Linked DNA regions of Mus musculus: region 1 is linked to region 2. Evidence: chromatin contacts called from public Hi-C data. All regions are on one chromosome and are shown on one strand. The core of a region is the stretch at or near the end of the contact, and the rest is flanking DNA. Distances in the headings are between cores, read along the strand shown. Region 1 has its middle 80 kb from the start of 9530026F06Rik. Region 2 has its middle 78 kb from the start of Icos.

Region 1 (5,234 bases), core at 1,471-3,970, 240 kb after region 2:
TCACTCCCACCCCCACCCACCTCTGTCTTTTGACTGAGAGTAAAGAACCCTAGATGTTCTAGATGATATTGCCGCCCACTGCATTTGCTTCAACATGCCTCCATGAGATTTTTTTTTCTCATGAATTAATAGCAAAAATGCAACTATGTTATAATTCTGTTTTTTCTTCCTTCATTAAGGATGAGAAATTTCATATAAATTATGTAGTACATATTAACCCTGATTGGCCCCAGACAAAGTGCTGAGGAAATCTAGATTCATCAGCCAATGCTTTCTTCTCTCAGGACCTATCACCTTCCAGTCTGCTTCATCCTATGCCCAACCTCAAGCTCCCAAGTGAGCAGGCACTCGTGCGCACTCACACACACACACACACACACACACACACACACACACACACACACATACACACACACACACAACAGGGAGTCATTCTCAGAAACACTCTGTTCACTTGTCAGTCCAAATCCCGGCTTCCATCAGATGGCCCCTGGAGTGACCCCTCTGACCACACTCACATCCAGACACTGCTTAATTCCAACTCAGTCATATTTCATCCTTACATTTTCCAAATGCCAGACCAGTAGGCTTTCCATTTTAGGTCATCTGAAATCCATCCAGACAGTCCAGTGTTCTAGTTTTGGTGATTCTCGTGTTTGACACCTACCCTTCTCAGACTAAAAGAAATGTTTTTCTATTATCATCATCATCATCATCATTTGTTAGTTGTTGTTGTTGTTATTTGCACCTACTTCCTTTTCTTCTGGACACGCTCAGCATCACTAAAGGCAGACCTGAGTCTGCAGATACACCTGTGCACACACTTCATCCAAAAATATTTTCTCAGACGAAGCTAGTGCTGGGAAATATTAGCCACATGGAGAAAGGATTTCTAGTGACTTCTATGAGAGACCCTAGAAGAATAAATTTGGAAGTAGAAAGGAGTTTGAAATAAGCCCTCTCTCTCTCTCTCTCTCTCTCTCTCTCTCTCTCTCTCTCACACACACACACACACACACACACACATTCTGACCCTATTTCTGCCAAAAAGACATTAGCACTTGCAGTTCCGTGTCTTATTTTGAAGTCAGCTATCATTGACATGAGATCTTATGTGGGTTAGCATGGAGTGGATAATTACGGAGGCACTCACAGAGAGGCATCCCTCTAGAAAATACTGTTCAGAAGAGTCACACCACACTGGCTTCCCTGTACCCAGGTGTCTGCCCTGTGACCAACTCAGACTGTAGTTCGGGTCTACGGGGCTGTACTATCTCTGGGTTTCTGCCACTGACCGAGTCTCTCCCTCTCTCTTCGCATTCTGTTTTCAGTCTATTTGATCACATTCTCTGGTTCTTCCAATGCCTCTCCTCCTCTTTCTTTAATCTTGTCTTTGAAAAGCAGTCACATAGCCCAGTCCCTTCTTGCCAACACACACGGGAAAAATTAAATATTTGAAAAGCCTTCACTCGTGACATCCATCCAGAGAGTACCAATAAGCTGTCCAGGGCCACACCTCCATAAATGCAGCTGCTCTGGGGGCACCTATGCTTGGTAACCATCTCCCTGGCAACAGAGCTCCTGATGGCCAATGGGCATTGCCTTTGAAGCACTGAGGTTTTTGTTTCCAAAGCGTGTCTGCTGCTTCTACTTTGATTAATCAACATCACCTCTTTTGGTGTGTGTTTAAGTGAAATAATAGATGACTGCTTGGTTACAGCTGCATGGCAAAGGCTTTTCGGGAATCTTGAGAAGAAAAGGCAAAATAAAATAATAAAAATCGTAATGGATACTGTAGAAAGGCTTGAAAACCTCTTATTCATTGCTACTCACAGACCTGATTATTGGGTGAACTGTTCTCGCTCTCCACCCCACCGCCATCTCTCTCTCTCTCTCTCTCTCTCTCTCTCTCTCTCTCTCTCTCTCTCCTCGGTTGTTCTATTGATACACCCTATTCTCAGTCATCTCCCAGAGATTCTGAGAACCCAGCTTTTTTAGATCTTTGTACTCAGGAGACTATTTTGAACATCCCTTTGTTCTGCCTGTGAAGGTTAAAATGTTTGGGACAACGCCCTGCTCAGGTACAGGTTTCCCTTCCCCCACCTGCTCTCCACCATCCTTCCATCTGCTTTAGAAATTCTTAAGATTCTGTGACAGCAGGAAGCTGTTTGTGTTCTTCCCTTTACCTCATCTTGGGACTAGAATCCTTGGTGTTTATTTAATACCAGTCCAGGCCCTCTTCTACTCTTGGCGAAGACTCCTCAGACAGAGAGAAAACTAAATGCCTCATGCTCTAGTTTCAGAAAGACCATCAACTCCAAGTCCCTGGACACTCTTGGTAAAGTGAAAAAACTGAATAGAACCCAGTTCTGTCTTGAATTCATTCATACACAGTTTAACAGTAAATTTTTTATATCTAAACTAAATATATCTAGACTTCCATATCTAAACAACCAGTCACTGAACAACCATTCATTGTCTGGTGGGAAAAAATATGAAAGACGCCTGTTACTGGCTTGGCATGTTACTAACATGAAAGAAAGGTGTATTTTCTTATGCTTCATGCCTGTTCATTTTGACGACCTTTGACAGAATGCCTGACACTGACTTTTCCATTTGGCGCAAGGAAGATTTTTTTAACTAAGGAGCATCTACTAACAGGCAGGCCTTTCACAGAATACTAAAAGTCACCATTAGGTGGCAGAGTAGCACAATATGAAAAAAGCTATCTCCCAGGGGGACAACTCCAGGCCTCTGTTAATAGCTTGATTTTCCACTTACAGGCAAGAAAATGCCATGGAAACTTCTGTTTTCCTCTTTGAGAGAACAAGGAGGGAAAGAGATGGGGGAGGCACCAAGTCCCCGTCCACTGTGTGCTGTCTGCTGCCCCTTAGCCACATCTGGACGTTATAAATCATGCATTATTGTAGTCTAGCATTTTCTGATCTCAGCAACAGGCCCCTTCTAAGCAAAAGGGAGCCAGCATGTTCTGTTTAGCTTAAAAATGACTAAAATTGCAAGTGAAGGAAGGAGAGAAAATCACTCTAACAGCAGGGAAGACAGTGATGGGGTTTTCTTGCTGGTACTGGGTAAGCAACTTTGGAATGCATCAGTGGCTGGTTCCAGCCTCCAGTTATTCTTGCCCTGTGGCTGCTTCTGTTTGTGCCTATTTCTGCTCCACAGACACCAGAACATATCAGAATCTCACCCCAAAAACTCTCCAGTAGCTAATACCTCCATCCCCACTGTCATCCCTGTGTGTATTTATCACTTTTTAATCTGGATCATTGCTTGAAGTTCCCGGACCTTGCTCAGAAATGGTGCATCACTGCTGACTTTCAATAGATTTCACCTGTGGGCTCTAGAGCGGCCCTGTCATAGATCAAGGGAGTCTGATGCCTCAATCTGCCCACGTTCCTGCATTCCCAAGCTCATGGACTGCCATACAAAGTACCGTCAGACCATTTGCACAAGGACCTGTCTAATCTCATTAGATTTCTCATTTTCGGCATAATACTGTCATGGTGCCGTGCACCAGTGCCTCAGATTAGTGGCTTGTCAGAATGGTGCTCCACTAATGAGCTAATCCAAATAACGCTCAAATCCCAAATCAGATTTAAGATGATCCAGTCTGGGTGGAATTGGGGAGGGAGAAATGCTGGCCCCAAAGAACAAGCTTTCATTTTCTTTGTGTTGCTTTAAAATAAAATTGAGGGAGTGCTGTCAAACTCTTGATTTTTTTTCTCCTTTGCACGACATTAACCTCCATTGCCCAATTGGGAATAATAAATAGAAAAGAGTGCATCTGTATGGATGGTATAAATTTACCTTAGAGGACTAGAAACACACACACACACACACACACACACACACACACAAGCTTAATATATTCAGCAGATCTGTGTCCTTCACAGCTTCTAGTTTTTCTGATTTTCCCATGGGGTTGGCCCTAAGACCTTGCAGATTTTCAATATGATGTGTTTCAGTAGTGACCTTGGGATGTAGGGTTAGGTCAGAAAACATATTTTTAAGCTTATTTGTTTCCTTGTTTTCCCTCTGGGTAAAGTTGGGCTCCAGAAATCCCAAAATGCATAATAGCAAAGTTAAGGTCAAGACTTTAAACAAAGGAAACAGGGGAAACGGAACAGCACAGACCACATGCACAGTCTGTTTGGTTTCAGGTGTTCATGAAAACGAAGCTCTGGCTTCAAAACTGATGCTTAAAATGGTTTCTTTCTTTCTTTCTTTCTTTCTTTCTTTCTTAATAATAATAAAGTTTGAATGATGACCTACATTGAGCCAGCCAGCACGGGATAACAAAGCAGCCACCTGGCTTCTCCAAGGTGCACATCCCCTCAGATTCCAAAAGTGCTGCTGCTGGGTTTCTGTCTTGTTCATGTATGAAGCCCAAAGAACATGGCAGACCTGTTAAAGTCAGGTTCAGTCAAGCAGGGCAGCAACATGTCTTCATGTTTATGTGTGCAAGTGCCCTTGTTCATGTGTTTACGTATGCATACGTGTGGGGTACACATGGTGGAAATCAGAGAACAATGTCAAATGTTGCTCCTCACGTGTTATCTACCCTTTTGGACAGAGGGAGGGGATGAGGGCTTTCGATGGCCTGCAATTTTCCAAGTAGGCTAAGCAGGCTGGCTAGTGAGCCCCAGAAATCCTTCTTTCGATGCCTCTCCTGCACTGGGGTTACAAGTGCAAGCTTGTAACGGTTACTAGCCGTGGCGGGCTTTATTTAAAAAAAATATTTTTTTAAAGTGGGTTTTAAGGATTGAATGTGGGTCCTCAAAGGCACGTATTTGTCAAAATCCATCGATTACACACTTCAGATGAGCGGATTTCATTGCGTATAGATTACTCTTCAGTTACTAAACGTCTACATTCTCTTTTGGTTGGGTAAGCTTTTGTATTTGACAGCACCGGCATGAAAGAGAAGCGCGGCAGCCAGAGACAGCTGTTTTGTGTCTATTTTGCCTAAATCACTGCCGTTGAACTTGAAGAAAGTCAGCATGTCATCCTGGAAAGCCAGAGATACTTGGGCTAGACAATAGCACCATCTTGCAAGCGCTTTACTGACTGAGTCATCTTCCCAGCCTACCATTACAGTTTGACATACGAGCTGAGCCAATTTGTTGTGTAACCCTTATTGACCTTATTGACTTTGTGAAAGACACTCTGGAAAGCCCAAGGTAGTTGTTCCAGAAAACAATGCTGCTATATCC
Region 2 (5,472 bases), core at 671-3,170:
TTGTGGCTATCCAGAATTAAGGCAGACAAGGCTTATCTCAGAAAACACTTCCATGGACTGAGCACATGGAATCACTGTTTTTTTTTTTCTTTTTTAGTGATGAGGAGGCTATATTACGGAAATTCCATGGTGATAGGGAAAACTCTGCAGGGTGAAAGTCAGATCTTGGATCCTTTGAATTTATGTGCTTGAACCAGAGAAATGATTAAACAATAACAATAGATCCTTTTAAAAAGAAAACAGGCCCTAACCCCCTGCCACATTCTTATCCATGCACGTCCTGTGTAAGTTAAAATTTCATTTACACTTGGCTGTATTCTCAACCCCAAGGATGCCTGTGTAATCTAATTTGCCACCTGAGGCAAAAGAAGAACCTTCTTGCTTTTGTGGGTTTTATGAGAAACAGATGGGCAGTTGGACACTGGGAATATTCTGGAAGGTGGCTGTTCTGCCCTTTTTGGCTAGCTGCCCCAAATACCTCTGATACAAAGCAAAAGCAGCCCTGAGTATCCTTTTTACAATATCCTGATCTGATATGCATTTATACAACCCTCAGGATAAGTCATACAGGCAACAGTCTAAAATATACTGGGAAAGGAGAGGTCACACCTAAAAATATGGATCTTATTTGTTAGCAAGAAAAATGGGATCTTTTCTAATCATTCAAGCAGTCAACTCTGTGGGCGATGATGCTGTCATAAGTAACAATATGGCGGAAGTTCATTTTGTGCTGCATTCAAACCCAGTGAATCACAACCACTAAAAGATTTAAGGCGGCTTCAGGGTGGGGGCCGATTGCCCTGTTCTTTCTTCTTTGAGAATCCAGAATTGAGCGCCAACAAAATAGCCAATAGCACACACTGGCTAACATGCGATTCTCCAGGGTTCATTAACAGAATCAGTGGGAAGGGCAGTTGCACTCTTGGAAGAGCTGTCTCTCTTTGCCCCTTACGGAAGAGGGTAGAGAGTTTGCAGAGTGTTCTTAGCAGCGGAACCCTTGGGCCCATACTGAGACAGGTCCTGCCAGGATGGTGAACTTGAATGGTGGTAACTGGGGGAAATGTGCAGTCTGCATGTTTGACCTTGCCTGGCATCCTGCCTCTGTAGGGTTTACGTACACAGTGAACTTGCCTGTGCAGACGCAAGCATAGTCCTCTGTTTCACCTGTTAAGATGCTTGCAAGAGCCAGAGAGGAAACGATTGCTAACAAGTGACGAATGTCTACTGACTGTAGTCATTTCATAGGTACTGGTCTGAGCATGGAGACCACAACCTCACTGAATCACAACCACTGATACGGGTGTTTTAGGGCAATTCTAGTTCTTTTACATTAAAAAAAAAAAGACTCTAAGTTCATAATCTTGGAATCAGAATTAGGCAGAAACCTGGATTGAGTTCAACGAAGTGTAAGACAAGTGATTAGATATTTGGCAGAAGTGAGTAACGAGAAAAAAAGAAGTGAAATTATCAAATGTGCTTAGTTAGAAGAAGGCACAGTAAAAAGAAGTGGAGGACCTGAGTGAGCTGGGTGGAGCTCTTCGAGGCTTGTGGTGCTCAGGTACGGCCAATATGATTGGATAGCAAACACAGTGGCAGAGAGACAGTGTGGACTTCATTGTCTAATATCACTCTTAATTGAGAGCCATGACAACACAGTGAGACACTGTTGCCGGAGATGGCATTACCTTGGGAAACACACAGTACATAAAGAGTGGGAGCAAGGCACCCTGTACTTATAAATATTACAATATGTGTATTTGTGCTGGAAAAAAAATGCAGAAAGCTTCTTGGCTACCTCCCAGGGAGAACTGAATTGTCCTTAGAGATAGATGGGATTTATGTGACTCGGAACTCATGTGAGGATTCTCCTGGCTTCTGTCTGCTTCATTCAACTTTCCCTTTCCTCCACCTTGCCCTTTCTTCCTCCAGAGGGCACCAACGCCCCATCTTGGACCCGCGTTTCCCTGCTACGTGTTTAAAACAATTCTCGACAGGAAAGAATCTGGTTATAAACCAATAAACCAATAACGACGACTTCCTATTTTAGTTTCAAATATCTCTGAGAACAAATTCCATTTTGTTTAAACCCAGACTGGTCATTAAACAACAACAACAAAAATCCAGTGATTCATGGGGAAGAAAACTGGGAGACTGTGTTCATGGTTTCAAAATAGAAATGGCCACATTCAGTTGAGTCCCAATAATTACACAGGACATCCACTAACAGGATATTTCTCTCATGTTTTGGTTTGAGCATGAAAAGGGATCTTATTTTGCAGGTAGAAATGGTATATAAACCAGAGAGCACGCATTACCTACAAATAGTTTTTTTTTTTGTTTTTGTTTTTTTTTTTTGTTTGTTTTTTTGTTTTTTTTTTAAAGCCCAGTCAAGTCAGGGGTATTGCCAAAGAAAGCTTAACGTTCCTCTGTTGAACACGTGCCACTTTTATTTGGGGCCAGGAATATTACATAGAGAGGGCCACACAGCATCACTGTGGACTTGATGCCTTCTTTAAATGCTTGCTTTGGTTTGGAATGTGCTTAATTTCTCCTAACTCTTATTTTCAAATCCTGTCTACATTTTACAGTTCGTGAGTAACATACATATCATGCAATTTTTCGATGCTTATTTAAATGGCAGAGAGCAATGCTGCAGACAGCTTTTGTGTGTCTCTTTTAGACTGTGAGCTAATGGCTGTGTTGTGGAAGTCCTTGTTTATAGGCTGTTTATATAGAGTTTAAATCTTTGGTCAAATAAATTTAACAGTAACTTACACCTAACATTGATAGAAACACTTAATTATTATTATGTGCCAAGAAAGTAATTAGCCATAAATAGTCATCAAGTTGCCTACTATTGTTTTATGTAGCAGAGGCAGATGTGACTGTTCTATTCTCCGTTGACTTTGACTCAGATCAGAGATACAAAGTCATAGGAATTCTTCTCTCTCTCTCTCTCTTTTTATATTGTGAGGATTTTAAAAAATATTTTTTGATTAGATATTTTCTTTATTTACATTTCAAATGCTATCCCAAAAGTCCCTCATACCCTCCCCTGCCACTCCCCTACCCGCCCACTCCCACTTCTTGGCCCTGGCGTTCCCCTGTACTGGGGCATATATCAAGTTTGCAAGACCAAGGGGCCTCTCTTCCCAATGATGGCTGACTAGGCCATTTTCTGCTATATATGCAGCTAGAGACACGAGCTCTGGGGGTACTGGTTAGTTCTAAAACCATTCTCTTCTTTACAATCCCCTTCCTTCTTTTGTTCCCTCCTGTTCCTTTTCTGATTATCTTAATAACAAACATAGTCACCATGGTAATGTTACCACCATCATCTGCCCTGCACACCAACACTGACATTCATGTGCATTAGAAGAACACAGCTTTGCAATGACTTCCCACACTGAAGGAACCTTGATGTCAGCTCCTCTGTCTTCCTATTCCAGGAGAAGGTGCTCAGCGTCTTTGACTTGTCTGCCTGTACTTAATCTCCTTGATAAACTGAGTTAATTTCATAGGGTGGCTACGATAAATTACCACAGGTGTGGTAGCCTAAAACAACAGTTTATTCTTGCAGCTCCAGAGGGAAGAAGGTGTCATCGGGGCTTTGCTTTCTCTAATAGCTCTAGGGAAAGATTGTTGTTTAAGAAACATACTTTGTAGGGAGCTTGATTCTGCATCACTTCAAGACAGGAGACTATGTATACTGTGTAAGATGAAGTGTTACAGAATGAGGGAATCTTAGCTAATGGTGATTGCATAGGAGAGTGAGGAGAACATGGACTGGCAGTCCACAGTGTGGGGTCTCCTGGGGTTACTAGTCTAGTCTTTGTCTAGTATTTGTCTAGTCTAGTCTAGTCTAGTCTAGTCTAGTCTACTCTAGTCTAGTCTAGTATCAGACTAGAATACTGAAGCAACTGACCTGAAGGAGTTAGGATCCCTGGGATGTAATTCTCTAGTGCTGGGTCTGAGTGAGTCAGAGCACCAAAGCCATCCAGTACATTCTGGTCCACCTTCTATCACTGGATATTTTCTAGATAAGAAAATCTACATGAATGTATTTCTGATTTTAATTGAAAATTAAAAGAAACAGACTCTAAAGTCTGAATCTGAAGAGAAAAATCAAATGTGGTGGGTTTGGTTAAGGGGCACATACTAGCGGTATTTTCTTGGTTCTTTCTCTCCAGGGGAAAAAAATATGAAGTGCGTTCTCTAGGGAAGATGGTGGATGGCTGATAAAAGAGACAAGGAGAAGAGGAAGCTACAGACTTCAGGGCTGTTGGAGGTTGGCTTGTTTCTCTCTCTGTAGAGGGGCACATATGAAAGTGCTTCATATTTAGAGCAGCAGGGCTGAGACTCATCTTGGCAGGTGTTTCCTGTGAAAGGGGTCATACCAATAATCACCAAATGCTATGCCTACTCTGCTAAAATTCACGGGTGAGTTATAGATGTGATGGATCAATTGTTGTATCAATGTAAAGACCCTGGAAGGGCTTGAGGGCCACATTCATTACAGTTGCTGCAGAAGACCTTTGGAAGGATGAACATCCAGTGTGAAAAGGAAATCCAAATTTATATTTTAAGACTAGAGTCAAGATCTTATGGAACCAGATACTCTGGGCAGGCTCCAGGCAATGGTAGGCTAGCATCAGTTTGCACCAGCTCAGAGGTGGTGGCCAGGTCATGTGAGATTCCTTCTATCCACCTCTTCTTTTCCCATTGAGAAATGAAGACCTAGAGGGTCACAACCCCAGTTTTGGTTCAGGACTGTTACTTTCATCAACTAGATATTTTCAGGTCCTGCTGTTCTCATAATAGAACATCTCATATGTTAAACTGGTGGCCAGGGCAGCATGGTAATGCTGCCCAAATCATTGACATTGGGTTATGAAACTGTAGATGACTTGAGAGTTCCTGGAGGCCAATGGGACTAATGTGATCACATTAATTTTTGATCACTCCACACTGTGGAGTTACTCTGAAGTCCCTTGCCCTCATTCTGAAAATCTCTTACAGAAAGATAATATTTGGACTGAAAGGTAAACATTATAAACCATTCCTTGCACTCTTTAGCCCTTCTCCCTAGCTCCCGCGTTTAATTGTTAGCATGTGTTGGGTGAAGACAAGCTAGCTAGTTAAATCATGGATGCTTCCAGAGCTTGCTGGAGCTGATTTTTATGTACTCATTTTAAACCTTTGCATATATTGTCAAGGGTTCTTCCACTGCCTAGCAGAAGATCTAGAACTCACCTACACACACTTCATTGTAACTATCTATCTGTATCACAAAGTCCCATAGACTCTTCCTTTAAATTAGCCCACCACTTTCCTTTTTTCTCTGTTTACTTCTGTGACTCTAGTTCAGACTGTGGTGGTCATGTGAAAGGGATATGCTCATCTCTCTGTGTAGGGTTTTATTCCTGTTCTAGTTTCTACCATATCAGACAAAGTGTTATCTTCCTAAAGCAG

What was found. Hi-C and Micro-C count contacts between places; a contact is called where the count stands out from the background.
Region 1: a Hi-C map of the N1E-115 cell line shows a contact between it and region 2, with 7 times the contacts expected there. The contact joins two enhancer-like sites. A contact is called at or near these places in 29 of 484 Hi-C or Micro-C datasets (the HL-1 cell line, the N1E-115 cell line, the Patski cell line and 19 more) and 2 of 115 datasets of contacts at active chromatin or transcription factors (astrocytes and bone marrow-derived dendritic cells).

Annotation. Positions count from the first base shown.
Region 1 is chr1:61,295,476-61,300,709 of GRCm38.p6, forward strand. No RefSeq gene overlaps it. Among named protein-coding and RNA genes, the nearest start is that of 9530026F06Rik, 80 kb to the right of the region's middle. Within about 2 kb of position 2,721, at least 35 of the 459 cell types and tissues checked have an H3K27ac peak or open chromatin away from gene starts, as enhancers often do. A contact at or near this core is called in the N1E-115 cell line, where this site is marked.
Region 2 is chr1:61,053,416-61,058,887 of GRCm38.p6, forward strand. No RefSeq gene overlaps it. Among named protein-coding and RNA genes, the nearest start is that of Icos, 78 kb to the left of the region's middle. Within about 2 kb of position 1,921, at least 20 of the 459 cell types and tissues checked have an H3K27ac peak or open chromatin away from gene starts, as enhancers often do. A contact at or near this core is called in the N1E-115 cell line, where this site is marked.